Linked DNA regions of Mus musculus: regions 1 and 2 are each linked to region 3. Evidence: chromatin contacts called from public HiChIP or PLAC-seq data. All regions are on one chromosome and are shown on one strand. Each heading gives the region's core, a stretch centred on a gene start, on an enhancer-like site or on the middle of the called end of the contact. The rest is flanking DNA. Distances are from core to core; before and after follow the strand shown. Region 1 overlaps Mad1l1 (MAD1 mitotic arrest deficient 1-like 1). Region 2 overlaps Mad1l1 (MAD1 mitotic arrest deficient 1-like 1). Region 3 holds the start of Mad1l1 (MAD1 mitotic arrest deficient 1-like 1).

The links. HiChIP or PLAC-seq counts read pairs in DNA pulled down with a chosen protein or histone mark.
Region 1: a contact with region 3 is called in an H3K4me3 HiChIP or PLAC-seq map of bone marrow-derived macrophages, with 3 times the contacts expected there. The contact joins the enhancer-like site here to the promoter of Mad1l1 in region 3. A contact is called at or near these places in 2 of 39 promoter capture datasets (the C10 cell line and pre-B cells), 1 of 484 Hi-C or Micro-C datasets (bone marrow-derived macrophages), 7 of 115 datasets of contacts at active chromatin or transcription factors (the 230-238 cell line, astrocytes, bone marrow-derived macrophages and 3 more) and 2 of 9 other capture datasets (adipose tissue and pancreatic islet).
Region 2: a contact with region 3 is called in an H3K4me3 HiChIP or PLAC-seq map of bone marrow-derived macrophages, with 3 times the contacts expected there. The contact joins the enhancer-like site here to the promoter of Mad1l1 in region 3. A contact is called at or near these places in 6 of 39 promoter capture datasets (3T3-L1-derived adipocytes, the C10 cell line, the HPC-7 cell line and 2 more), 5 of 115 datasets of contacts at active chromatin or transcription factors (bone marrow-derived macrophages, embryonic limb bud, embryonic stem cells and 1 more) and 2 of 9 other capture datasets (embryonic stem cells and pancreatic islet).

The regions. Positions count from the first base shown.
Region 1 is chr5:140,147,933-140,152,394 of GRCm38.p6, forward strand. All of the region lies in intron 11 of Mad1l1 (MAD1 mitotic arrest deficient 1-like 1), which reads right to left. Among named protein-coding and RNA genes, the nearest start is that of Gm30492, 55 kb to the left of the region's middle. Within about 2 kb of position 1,574, at least 52 of the 459 cell types and tissues checked have an H3K27ac peak or open chromatin away from gene starts, as enhancers often do. A contact at or near this core is called in the 230-238 cell line and bone marrow-derived macrophages, where this site is marked.
Region 2 is chr5:140,106,760-140,111,211 of GRCm38.p6, forward strand. The region is part of intron 14 of Mad1l1 (MAD1 mitotic arrest deficient 1-like 1); the gene reads right to left. Among named protein-coding and RNA genes, the nearest start is that of Gm30492, 13 kb to the left of the region's middle. Within about 2 kb of position 1,367, at least 47 of the 459 cell types and tissues checked have an H3K27ac peak or open chromatin away from gene starts, as enhancers often do. A contact at or near this core is called in bone marrow-derived macrophages, hematopoietic stem and progenitor cells and liver, where this site is marked.
Region 3 is chr5:140,319,045-140,323,507 of GRCm38.p6, forward strand. It overlaps Mad1l1 (MAD1 mitotic arrest deficient 1-like 1), which reads right to left and starts at 2,508. Exons shown (of 18, transcript NM_010752.3): 1 at 2,463-2,508. It also overlaps a transcript of Nudt1 not described here.

The DNA.
Region 1 (4,462 bases), core at 324-2,823, 170 kb before region 3:
AATGTCCTTTCCCCATGACAACATTTAGGATGAACTCAGACAGCCAGAGTGGAGTGGGGGTGGGGAAATAGATGACCATCACAGAACAAGCAACAGCCAACATGGGTATCCCTTACTCCTGGGCAGAAACTGCATGCTCCAAGAGAGTCCTATGTAACTATCATTGTATTCGTGGAAGTCCTGTCATTCATCTTTGATCCACCAGTGTGCTCACTAACCCATATTTGCATAGAGAAAGCCCCACTTAAACCAATGGAGGTCATAACAGTACAGCCCAGTGGGCCTTGGGGCAGAGTGCAAGAACAGACCAGTGGACAGAGCACTAAAAAGACAGTAGGCGGTCACAGGTAACCAGAGTACGCAAGCTCACCTGTCTATATCCCAGCCAGAGGGCAGTGTGGATAGTTCCCAGAGGGCCTTGCCAGAAAGCGGTTAGTTTCTTTCTGTTGCTGTGATGGAACACCACATACAAAAGCATCAATGAAAGAATGGATTTGTTTTGGCTTAAGGTTCCAGAGGGGCATAATAGGGGGTGAGGGTAGGGGGTCAGTCACAGCAGCAGAAAATTGAACAATTGCATCTTCAACTGCAAACACCAAGAAGAGCACAAACTGCAAATGGGCAAAGCTCTACACTCTCAAAGTTTGTACCCTGTGATATATCCTCAGAAAGGCTTCACCTCCTAAAGGTTCTACAACATCTACAAACAGTGCCACCAAACAGGACCAAATGTTCAAACGCATGAGCCTACAAAGCCCACTTCTCATTGTCCAGAAATAACTCTTGACCAGCCTCTGCACACTGTGGGAAGGAGGTGTCAATGTGGGGTAGAGGACCAGCCTGCAGGCTGTCTCAGGTCAAAAACACCACAAGGCCTACACTGGCAGGACATCGGTTTGCTCTGTAACCTGAAGAATATAATCAGCCTCTCTGAGCCTCAAGAGACTATACTGTACTGTGTAGAGGCAAAATGGCTTTGATGATCTTGGAAATTCAAATACAGCCCTTTGCAGGAGGTTCTGGCCTCAGGCCACACCCTCCAAGTGGCAATCATTCTGGCTGTGTGGGTGTGGGCATCACTGCCATCCTCTATTCTCTCACAGCTGCTTTCTCCGTGTCAAACACCCCTGCTTGGATGGATATAAGTGACCTGAGAAGCAGGTGTATGTGATGCCCTGGAGCCCACTCAGGCTATTGGAAAGGCTGCTGACAGAGGGCTCGAGGCAACCCTTGTCACTCCCCTCCCTCACTAAAGGGAACTGGGTTGGAGGCATTTTATGTTGGCACAGGGGTCTCTCCCTAGACCCAGAGTCCCCCACCCCACAGAAGCACCTGATAGTAGAGCCTACAGGTGGTGCAGGCATGTCTCTTCCCCCTCCCCCTCCTTACCCTCCTCCCCTCCCCCTCCTTAGCTTCCCCCCTCCCCTCCCTTCCCTTCTCCTCTCCTCATCCCCTTCCAGCCTCCCCTGCCAATGCTGACTCACTGGGCCGCCCACTCACCACAGTTCTGCCTCTGAGGGCCTCTATGCATGGCTGCTGTATGCATGGCTGCTCTCTGTGGGCATCTCCTGTGGTTCTTTCGCAAGCCCCATGGCCTTTCTCCTTATCTAGGTTCCTCCACTCAACTCGTAGCCACTCCACACGGCTTTCTTAAGAAAAACTAAGTCATGAGCCTACAGCCCACAAAGAGCTGGAGTCCACCCAGCTCTGGGCATCCCAGCCCTGCTCCCTGCCCACTCTCCCATCATGTCTCTCAGAGTCATTCACTGGTCACCCTCAGATGAATGAGAGCTGGAGGCATGGGGGCGTCCACAACAAAATCAGTTCCTGGTAGATGCCTAAAACCCCTCTTTTACAGGCTCATTTCTATCAGAGGCTCTAGCTGTACCCCACTCTGAAAGCTGAATAGATGCGAGAGTCTGTGGCCCCTGCCCTAGGTCCCCAAGCATTCTGGCCCCACTGCTTCCAGCTCTGGTCACGCTGCCACCTGGGCTTGTGCCCTGACACTTGCCTCCACTTAAGGAACTCTTCAAGATCCTGAGCTTCAAATCCTCTTTAGAGGGCCCAGGCTTCTCTCTGCAGCCCATTCTGAGGGAATCCTAATAGGTCAGGAGCATAGGTACCAGGGAAAGGAAGAATTCTATCTCTACCTGGCACATACCCTGAACATCCACACTAGTGGAAAGAGGTTCCCGAAAGGAAGACAGGTCATGTTATCATACTGCTGGATGCACTTCTGTAGGAGGGTGACGGTGCCAGCACTGCTCTGGTGCTTTTGTGACCCACACAAGCTTCCGTTCTGACCAACCATAGCTGCCCGTGAGTGCTTGGGGCAGCAGAGACAGGCCTGACCAGAGCCAAGAGCACAGTTCTGTCAGGGTTTTCTCTGTTATCTCTGTCTGGCCCGTTTCCATCTGGAACTCTCTAGAACTACAAACAAACTCAGGCATAAAGAAAGCTTACCTGCAGGGTCAGAAGAGAGGCCTTTCCATGGTGCATCTAGTCTGTCACTGGTCATCAACTCAAGGGCACCTCCACCCATCTCTGTGAGGGCTGGCGGCTCAACCCAATCAAGGAATTGGCCTCTCAAATTCCAGGGGCCTCACTGTCCACAGATCCCAAGACCAACCATAACACAAGGGAACGGTGAGTTACTACATGAGGCAATCAGCCAATAATATCCATGGCTGGTGCCATTGGTAGGGAATGAACCTGGGCCCAAGAGAACCTCTGCAAAGCCACAAACTCCCAAGGTCAGGAATACAGCAGGACTCTAGCAGGGGAAGAACAGAGATTTCGGTGCCTGAGCAGCAAGGCAATCAGATGAGGGGCCCTGTGTAGAATAGCCCTATCCACAGGGATCAAACTTCCAACAAGAGTTACCATCACACAGAGGATGACTACCATATGTGTGCCTGCCTTGATGCTGGGTAGATAGGAAAAGCCACAAAAGTTGAATGCTGAGAGTCTGTGACCACAAGCCTACATGCAAAACCCCAGAGCTAGAGATAACTAGTCTGAAATCACATACCATGAAAAGTCCAGACGGACACACCAGCAGAAGGCATGGGTCCTGTAGGGAGGGAAGAATCAATTGACTCATTAAACACCCATCCCTCCTGCCAAGGAGAATCAAAGGCTGACAAGGAGGGTAAAGAAACAACCATCCTTCCCCATACTCGGTTCACCACTGTGCAATCTAGTGAGTTATACAGTAGAGCCACTGAGAACCTTAAATCGGGATTTAGGGGGAATGGCACTAAGATAGCAGGGTTGCTTTGAGGTATGTGATGGTTAATCTTGGTTGGCAGCATGGCTTGATCTCAAATGGACTGAAGGACAAAGTGTTGACAGACCTGTGGGTGACGTTCTTGAGGTGACTTGAAGTGGAAACACCTGCCCTCCCAGTAGTAGCCCAGATAAAAGGAGGTCCCAGAAGAGAGCTCGGCTCTCTGCCAGCTTGCCTTTGTGACTCACTGGCAAGTTCATCTACCCTGTGGCTGCTGCACTACTTCACTGGTATCAGAACCCAGCTTCCTCTGGCTTCCAGAGTGACTCTCCAGGAATCCCCTAGGCTTCCAGGGCCAGGCAGAGGCTGATGAGACACTCAGCTCTGTGGGCTGCTGCACAGCTATTAGGCCCTCAGCTCTTCAGTTAAGGCAGCCACTATACTTCCCAGACCATTGTGTAAACCAGTCTAATAAATCCTTAGACAGCAGGAGTGGGGTCAAGATATAGTTAACTGCACAACAGAAACTATGCAGGGAGAAAGTGGAGGGCCTGAGGGGAAACTCCAATAAATTCAAAACAATGGGAGGAAACTGTCGCCACGATATCTTTAAGTGGTACATATAAAGTACTAAATTGGAACACAGAAATTCAAATGGGAAGAATAAGCAATGAAGACAAACTAAACACGCTGATTAAAAGACGAAGCTCATACTGTGTAAGAAAAACAAGTGTCCACTGCAGAGTATTTCCAGAAAATAAATGATGCACGGTGCAGGCAGCCAGGGAGAGTGGCAACCCACCAAAATTGAATAAGACAAAACTGAAGGCCAAGGCCTCACCAGAGCTGGATGTTACTCTACGGACCCCTAGCCACCAGAGACTGGGGAGGAGGGACACCAGACAAAGAGGCTCACTGTGCAGCCATCAAAGGCTCAATTCACCAAAACAACATGAGCTGCTGAGGAGGAAGGGGCAGTGCCAGCCTGGAAATGTAAAGCCACCACTGACACAGTGGAGATGTCAGTGTGGCCATCAGGGACAAGTGAATTGACAGCCAAGGATTAAACATGAAAAGTGAAGACCAACATGACAAAATCTGACTTGAGGTGTGGCTGGTATGATACTTTCCACACAAACATGAGGAGCTGAAATATTCCCTAGATCTGAATCCTGGGGCTAGCCTAGCCCTCATGGGGTACTGCCTCATAACAACACAGGCTGGTAAGCTGCT
Region 2 (4,452 bases), core at 117-2,616, 210 kb before region 3:
TGTGTGACATTTGGAATTCCTGGGACTCCTTAGAGGGTATATAAATGCTAGGTCCTGAGAGGTGTGATGTGGGTTGTTGGCTGGTTGTTAGTTATGGTCTGTTAAGCAGTCATATGCAAAGAAGAAACAACTACAAGAAGAAATTAGACATCCTGATGGAGAAGATCAAAGTTGCCCCAAGGAACTCAGTGCCCCTAACCAGCGGTTAGTAGTCTAATGAAAACACCACCCACCTTTCAACCCCCCTCTGTCTCTCTTTCTGTCTCTCTTTCTCTCTGTGTGCCTTTCTCTTCTCTCTGTGAGTCTCTGTCTCTCTTTGTCTCTTTCTCTGTCTCTTATCTAGTGTTAGGGTGTTGAAATGGTAGGGAAAAAAGGGGATGGGAAATGGTAGAAGAAAACCTACTAAGTAGCAAAATTCAGCTACATTATTGTTCCAGCACTGCCATGAAAAGCTGGGGATGCTGATGCGCACTTGTGATCCCAGTGCGGGAGAGACTGAGACTAGAGCAGTGGTTCTCAACCTGTGGGATATGTGTCAAAAAACCCTTTCACAGGGGTCACGTAAGACCAATGGAAAACACAGATATTTACATTAGGAATTGTAATGGTAGCAAAATTACAGTTATGAAGTAGCAATGAAAATAATTTTATGGTTGGGAATCACCATAACACAAGCTGTACTAAAGTGTCACAGTATTAAGAAGGTTGAGAACCAATTGGTGAGCTCCTGGCCATTGAGAGATTCTGGCTCAAATGGCAGATGTTAGACTCTATGAGGACTGATGCCTGAAGCTGAACTGGCTCACACATATACATACTCAACCACACACCTATAAAACAAAAAAGTAAGAAACTACAATTATCCTGGGATAAAAAAGAATTCACTGGGGAGATTAGGAGACACCAGAGACAAACACTAAGAGGAAACAGAGGGCTCCAAACACAAGGAAGATGTCACATCAAAGATGTCACATGAGTCCAAAAGGAAAGCAGGGAAGGAGAGCAGCTCGAGCTGACAGCTGACAGCAGGCTGGAGACAATGAGGATTGGGTTGTGTGAACGATTACACAGGAAACTCCCAAGCAAAACCAACCAGAGAGAAGAGCTCACCACGAACCTGGAAGCTGTGAGAGGGCACCACAGGACAAAGGTCACAAAAGGATGCTAGGGACAACTGGGCACACATCTGAGTAGCCAAGATGGCACAGGCAGACTCCTACTGATGACCTTCCAAGGTGACCCCCAGAGAAGCGGATAAACCTGAGATCACTGTGAGGGTCAAAAGGGAAGTCAGAGTCTCCCAAACAAGGAAGAAGGCCAGGCCAGAGAGCACAAGCAAACACTCAAAGAATCATATGGTCTTGCCCAACTTGGCAGAGAAAGGAATGAGGAAGCTCTCTCTCTGAAACCAGCAGCTGACGGACACTGAATAGAGGCAAAGACACTTCCAGAAAACTAAGGCCAATCTGGGCCTGGGGTATAGGCCCACCAACCTAGCTGTGTGGAGACTGAGGCAGAAGGATCAAGAATTAAGGGTTTTCCTGGGCCACTCATGGGTTCAAGGAGCAGTTTGTGGGATCCTGTTCCAAAATGTAAAAGGTAGCCACAGAAAAAGGCTGGGAAGGTAGCTCTGTAGCGTGCATGTTTAACACATGTGAGGACATGGGTTCAAACTGCAAGACTGCAAACCTAAAATTAAAATGAAATGAATATATGAAACAAAAACTAAAATTATTTTTTAAAAGAAGTAACTAGAACTGAGACCAGTAAACTTGGGGGACAAGCCTAACCACATAAACATGGGGGACAGGTGTGGACTCACTTAGCCACATGCCAGCCGTTCCCTGAAAGCTTTCCATGCTATGGCAAAGGGTTTGAAAACAGCAGGGATCCAAGGCATCTCAACACCTAACACTGTGCTGTGTGACCCTCTAGGGAGCAAGGACAAGAAGCTCTCCTCTACTCCGCTCTCAGTTGACACAGGAAAATCCCTTCACCAAACCTGTCACCTTGAACACAGAGGGCAGCAACCTCAACAGGACATGTCATTTCTGAAACAAAAACAAACAATAACAAAAACAAACAAAAACAAAGATGTAAAAAAAACAAACAACCTTTTTAAAAAAAAAAAAAAAGGCTAGGGAGATGGCTCAGTGGTTAAGAGCATCAGTTGTTCTTCAGGGGGACCTGGGTCCAATTCCTAGCACTCACCTGGCAGCTCACAATTGTCTGTATCCAGTTTCAGAGTATCTGACCCCCTCCCTCACACACACACATGAAACACCAATGCACATAAACAAAAAACAAAAGCAGGGAAGACAGCTGCAAGATTTCCTCAAGATTAAGGTGCAGCCACCAAGCCTGACAACCTGAGATCCAGCTCAGGATGAAAGGAGAGAACGCACTCCTGAGTGCCATCTTCTGGCCTCCGCACTTACTCCAGGGGGTCTACAGAAACACGCGTGTGCACGCACACACACACACACACACACACACATCAATCTAATTAAGTAATTTTTTAAAACTCTGAGACAATGCCTGCTCTGACTGCGTTCATCTGACTAAACTGCCAAAGCAATTAGACAAGACAATGAAATAACAGCAGCAAACCACTCCTCATCACAAGATGCCCTGCTGATGCACAAACCCACCAAAACAGCACCATACAAACCACCACGTGTGAGCTCTGCTGTGCACTTCATCTGCTACAGCATCAGAGAGAAGAAAACATTTGGGGACAAATTTACACAAGGCAGAGGGAGATGATCCCCCAAGACATGCAGAGCATTGCCAAAATAAAATAAAGTGAAATAAATAAAGACATTTTTTAAAGGGAAGAAAAAGAAAAGAAAGCCCATGTGCACGTGGATACCTGGCGTGGAGATCAATGGCTCAGCAGTTACAAACACTGCTGCTCTTCCAGAAGAATCACCATCCACTGGGGCTGGCTAACAACTGTCCACAAGTCTAGCTCCAGGGGCTCTGGTGCCCACTTCTGGGCTTCACAGGTACCTGCATTCACATGCACATGCAAACACACACACACACACACACACACACACACACACACACACACACACACAAATTTACATATAATTAAAAAATAAGAAAAAGCCATCTTATTGATGTTTGTGTTCAGGGACAGGTGAGCTTAGAGCTGAGGCTACCTGGGGCAAAGCAGACAGAAAAAGAAAAGCCAACTGGGAAGATGCACCTCCTGCCTCAGGACTCAGCCATGGGGGGAGACATTCCTTTAAAGAGATGCCCCCACAGGTGCTATGCTGAGTGGGAGATGTCAGTGCTAAGAGATCACAGGCACAGAGTCCACCCAAGTGGGCATGCTGGACCAGAGCTGAGCAAGCCATTTAGTTAAATGACCACATCCACTACCTGTTCACAGCCACCCAAAGGAGCCTGCACAGCACACAAAGGTACAGAGCTGGCCTCACAGTCAGGAGAGCCTGAGTCAGATCCCCAGAGGCCGTGTTTACACAGGCTGGGTGGAAACAGGAGGAACCTCGGGTTCTCTGCCCACCTAATCTGCTTGGTAAGTTGCAGGCCAGGACTCAAAACACCAAGATAAGAAGTAGTTTCTGAGGAATGTTAAATGAGATTTATGTCCCGCTGCCTGTGACACAGACCTGCCCATGTGCCCCCAGGCCCTCACACACAGGTTCCCTTGTACATGCAGGAGCACACTCATGGGGGTGGAAGCAGGCGCTGGGTGCTATGTCCAGTGATACAAAACCAACAGATGATTGCAGAAAGCCAGGGACATGGGGAAGTGCGCACACATTCAACGTGAAGACTGTTTGCTGACAGTATAAATAACAGGCTTCTCTTTGTTTTCCATTGGTTTCTTTTTTTGACTTGTATGTGTGTTTCACTTACAAAACAACAACAACAACAACAACAACAACAAATGAGCTGGGCATGGTAGAACACGCTGCATGCCTTTAATCCCAGCATATAGGAGGCCGAGGTAAGAGAATAAAGGGTCAAGGCTAGCCTGAGCTATATAGCAAACTTTACCTTAGAAAAGAAACAGCAACAGTAACAAACCCCACCCACATACAAGCAAGCATAGGGACTGATAAAGATGGCCATGTGAACACGGCACTTAGGAGCAATCTCTCAGAACGCCACTGCAGTTGAGAATAAAGGCAGTCTCATTTCTCTGAAGCCTGACCACAGAAAATAAAAGGGACAGCATCAAAAACTCCCTTAGAAGTTGGAAGCTGATGGATGGAGTGGGGGAGGGAGTGGCCTTCCACAGCTGATGCCTGCCTGCTACTGACCCTACAAGGGCTCTGGCAGCACAGAGCCCCCACAGGGGTTCCAGGAGCAGGGTAGGGGAGGTTGAGCTGGGGCTGAGTAGAAGGTCTTGCAGGAACTTTGTACACTTAAGGAAACGCAAGTCAGAGCTTCTTCCAGTTCACTCAGCTCTCTGAA
Region 3 (4,463 bases), core at 1,258-3,757:
AAGTGGCTTAGTGGATAAAGATGCTTCCCACAAACCCTGCTGACCTGAGTTTGAGTCCCATGACTCCCAAGGAGGGAGGAAAGAAATGATTCCCACACTGTGACACCTGACACCCTGGGATTCAGACACATGAGGACAACAAAAGCAGACACATCCAGACTAGGCAACATTCTAGCCTTTAACCCACAAACGATTGCCTGGTCCCCCTAGAACAGAGGACTCTGGGACAGGTCCAAAATATTCTGGTAAGTCTAGATAAGTAGACCCAGACTTGCCAGCAACTAACAATACCGCCCTGGGTTCAGAAGCCACGATGGTGGTAGGCAGGGGACCCCAAGCCTCTTCAGTCTTCTATTGAGAGTTGAGTAACCCCATAACCTTTCTCTTGGAGGTCACCTGAGCTGTCCTACAACTTCCAGTTAGAGTCAGCCCAGGGGACAGTGAGTGAACCAGTGGGGCTGTATGGAAGGAGTCTGCACTGCCTCAGTAGCTGTCTAAACTCCTTCACAACCCACTGGGGACAGAATGGAGAGGCTGAATATATGTCACGCCAGGTTAGACTGAAAGACCAGGTAAGGTGTTGGAGAGAGTCTGCAGCAAAGAAGTTGTCTTAGTCAGGGTTTCTATTCCTGCACAAAACATCATGACCAAGAAGCAAGTTGGGGAGGAAAGGGTTTATTCAGCTTACACCTCCAAACATGTGTTCATCACTAAAGGAAGTCAGGACTGGAACTCAAGCAGGTCAGGAAGCAGGAGCTGATGCAGAGGCCATGGAGGGAATGTGACTTACTGGCTTGCTTCCCCTGGCTTGCTCAGCTTGCTTTCTTATAGAACCCAAGACCACCAGTCCAGTATGGCACTACCCACAACGGGCCCTCCCCCCTTGGTCACTAATTGAGAAAATGCCCCACAGTGGATCTCACAGAGGCATTTCCTCACCTGAAGCTCCTTTCTCTGTGATAACTCCAGCTGTGTTAAGCTGACACACAAAACCAGCCAGTACAGGAGTCTAAGCATTTCTCAGTTGGAGAAAGGTCCTTGAGAAGAGGAATGTATGTGAGGGGCTGAGGCAAGATCACAAGTCATGGGCCAGCCTGGGTTATACAAAAACCTAAAAATACAGCTAGACCCAATCTCAAAACGGGTGTGTGTGGGGGGGGGGGGTAACTTTGCAGAAATTTCTTCTGAATTTCCCACTTACAAGAACCGTGGTGTGCACCCCAATTACACATATGACAAAGCGAAGCTAGTGGCCAGGTGGACAACAGGCACAGTGGGAGAAGTGGGCCTTTGCTCACCAAGACACACTTTCTGTCCTCCCTCTTCGGACCAACACAAGAACTCTGCCATTAACACACAAGAATGAAGGGCTGCGGTTTCAGAAGCCACGACACCACACAGGTAACTAAAGCGCCACCTCAAGTTGTACCCTCTCCACAAGAACCCTGAACTTCCAGACAGCAGACTTTCCAGGACACCAGCTGCTCTGGATGGCTCCTGAGTTAACAGGGACACACACACCTTCTTTCTGGTTTCAGCCAAGGGACAGCCTGAGAACCTAGCACTTGGTGACACAGGTCTGTCATCCCAGGTACTCAGAAGGCTGAGACAAATTCAAGGGCTGGTGGCAAGTTCAAGATCAGCCCGGAAAACTTGGGAAGCCCCATCACAGAATAAAAATTAAGAAGAAAAAGTAAGGATTGGGCTGAGGAGGCAGCAGAGTAGGTGACTGCTTAGCGTACTGCTCTGCGAGAATGGGGACTGAAAACAACTCAATCTGTAAAGGCACTTTAGGGCAAGACAAGACAAGCAAGGTTCCATCTTTAGGACCCATATGGAAGAAGAAGAGAATTAAGTTATCCTCCAACCTCGACAGGAAGCCTGGTATATATATGCAAACACACACAAATCAATTAATTAGCCGATTAATTAATTTTTAAAAGGACTGGGGACATAGCTCAGTGGTAGAATGCATAAGTTCCTTGGTCAATCAACAGTACTGCCAAAAACAAACAGACAGACAGACAGACAGACAGACACACACACACACACACACACACACACAGTGGGCCTGACATGCGACTCAGCGCTCACCGGGGCTTGCCACCAAGACTGGTCAACCTGAGTTCGATCCCTGGGACCTACAAAATAACCGACTCCAACCCCGGGAGCCCTTCAGCCCACAGTGGGCCACGCTGTCCCCTCCGCCCCCGCCCCCGTCCCGGTCCCGGTCCAGGCCCGCCACCCCAGGCTCTGCAGCGGGACACCGGGGTGGGAGACCGTCCAGAGCGGCCCCGGGAGGGAGACACGGGGGACCCGGCAAAGGGAAGGCGCGCGACAGGACCGACTCAGAATGCATGCGTGTCGATGGCAGCAGACAGCTCCCTCCCGTGGCCTCGTTACGGTCGGGCAGGGCGCGAGGCGCCTGGGGCGCTCGCAGATCCCGCCACCGGGTCCCTTACCTCAGTTGAGGAGCCCGGTGCTGCAGCAGCCGCTCAGATCTCCCTCCTCTCCGCCGGTGTCTATATATCGCGAGACTTCCGCCGGGGTCTCGCGAGATCTGAGAAAACGGCCCGTAAAGAATTAAATATGTGCTCCACGGGCGTAGCCTGAGAACAAACCGCAGTCCCGCCAGGGGACCCGGAACCAAACTGGGCCCGGCTGCCTGTCCCGCAGGGCGCTCTTCCACTGCCCCGGGGTGCGCCGTAATGTATGGAATAGCACCGCGCAGGAGGAAAGGTTTGTTTGTTTTTGTTTTTGAGACAATGTTTCTCTGTGTAGCCTCGAACTCACAAAGATCCACCCGTGCCTGCCTCTGCCTCCCTGGAATTAAAGGCTTGCCGCACAACTGCTGGGCACGCTCGGAAAGGGAACAAAGTTTTGGAAAGTTGCGTTGCCTCTGAATCTTGCCACTTTGTATACACAGGTTGTTTTGTTTGGGCACTGTTTTGATTGGTTAGCTTGTTTCACTTTCTTTCTTTTGTGAATGAGAAGTCCTGGGAAGAAGTCCTTCACGTTGCGGGTCCAGAGCCTGATGAAATTTGTCTAGGGGCTATGTCTTTAGCCTCCTTCCTACCCGTTGCTTTCCTGCCTCTGCGTCAGCTCTAACGTGTTGTGACTAATGAATAAAAACCTCTTGGAATAAATTAAAACCCGGTTTCTACCAACCAAAATCCCCCGGACAGCATCAGAAGCATATAGCTGGTATTTCTCTTTGGTGTAACTGCCTACTTAAATCTTCCAACAGGCCGGTTTTTTATGTTTTATTATTTTATTTTGTGTATGGGTGTTTCATGTGCATGCATGATGTCCATAGAGACCAGATGAGGTCAGCAGAGCCTCTGGAACGGGAGTTAGATGTCTGTGAGCCAACATGTGTGTGCTGAGCACTGAACCTGGTGATCTTAACCTGAGCCATTTCTCTGGCCCACCACCAATGGCTTGGTTTGCTTTGGTTGTTTGGTTGTTTTTGTTTTGGGTTTTTTAAATAATTTTATTTATTGATATTAATAAATAATATTAATAAATAATAAACAATTTATTTATTTAATACATTTGAGTACACTATAGCTGTCTTCAGACACTCCAGAAGAGGGAGTCAGACCTCATTACGGATGGTTGTGAGCCACCATGTGGTTGCTGGGATTTGAACTCAGGACCTTTGGAAGAGCAGTCAGTACTCTTAACGGCTGAGCCATCTCTCTAGCCCCTTGTTTGGGGTTTTTTTAAGACAGGGTTTCCCTGTGTAGCCCTGGCTGTCCTGGAACTCAAGGCTAGCCTCAAACTTACAGAGACCCACCTGCCTCTGCCCGCCTCCCAAGTGCTAAGAATAAAGGAGTGTACCACCTGGCCCCCACCAATGTATTTTTAAGGTGCCCTGACTCATGACTTTGTTCTGTTACTATAAAAACTTCCTCATTGCTTCCAGACTGGAATGTGGAATATAGGGTAACCTAAGTCTGTATTTATGGGACATAGTCATTCATTTTTGGCTTGAATAAACAATCCCTCCAGTTGGTTGGTAGTGGCACATGTTTTTAATCCCAGCACTCAGAGGCTGAGGCAAGAGTATCACTGTGAGTTCGAGCCCAGCCTGGGCTACAAAGCAAGTTCCTGGACAACCAGGGCTACACAGAGAAACCCGATCTAGAAGAAAATAATAATAATAATAAAATGGACTGGAGAGATGGCTCAACCGTTAAGAGCACTGACTGCTCTCCCAGAGATTCTGAGTTCAATTCCCCACAACCACATGGTGGCTCACAACCAGCTGTAATCTGTCTGTAATGTGTCTGAAGACAGCAACAGTATACTCACATAAAATAAATAAATCTTTCAAAACAAATAAAGATAAAAATTTCTCTCATCCCTTTTGAGATGAATGTTGTGTTTTGGGTTCAAACCGAGAAACAGAGTCTTACCCTGTAGCCTAGGTTGGCCCGGACCTCACAGCAACCCATCAG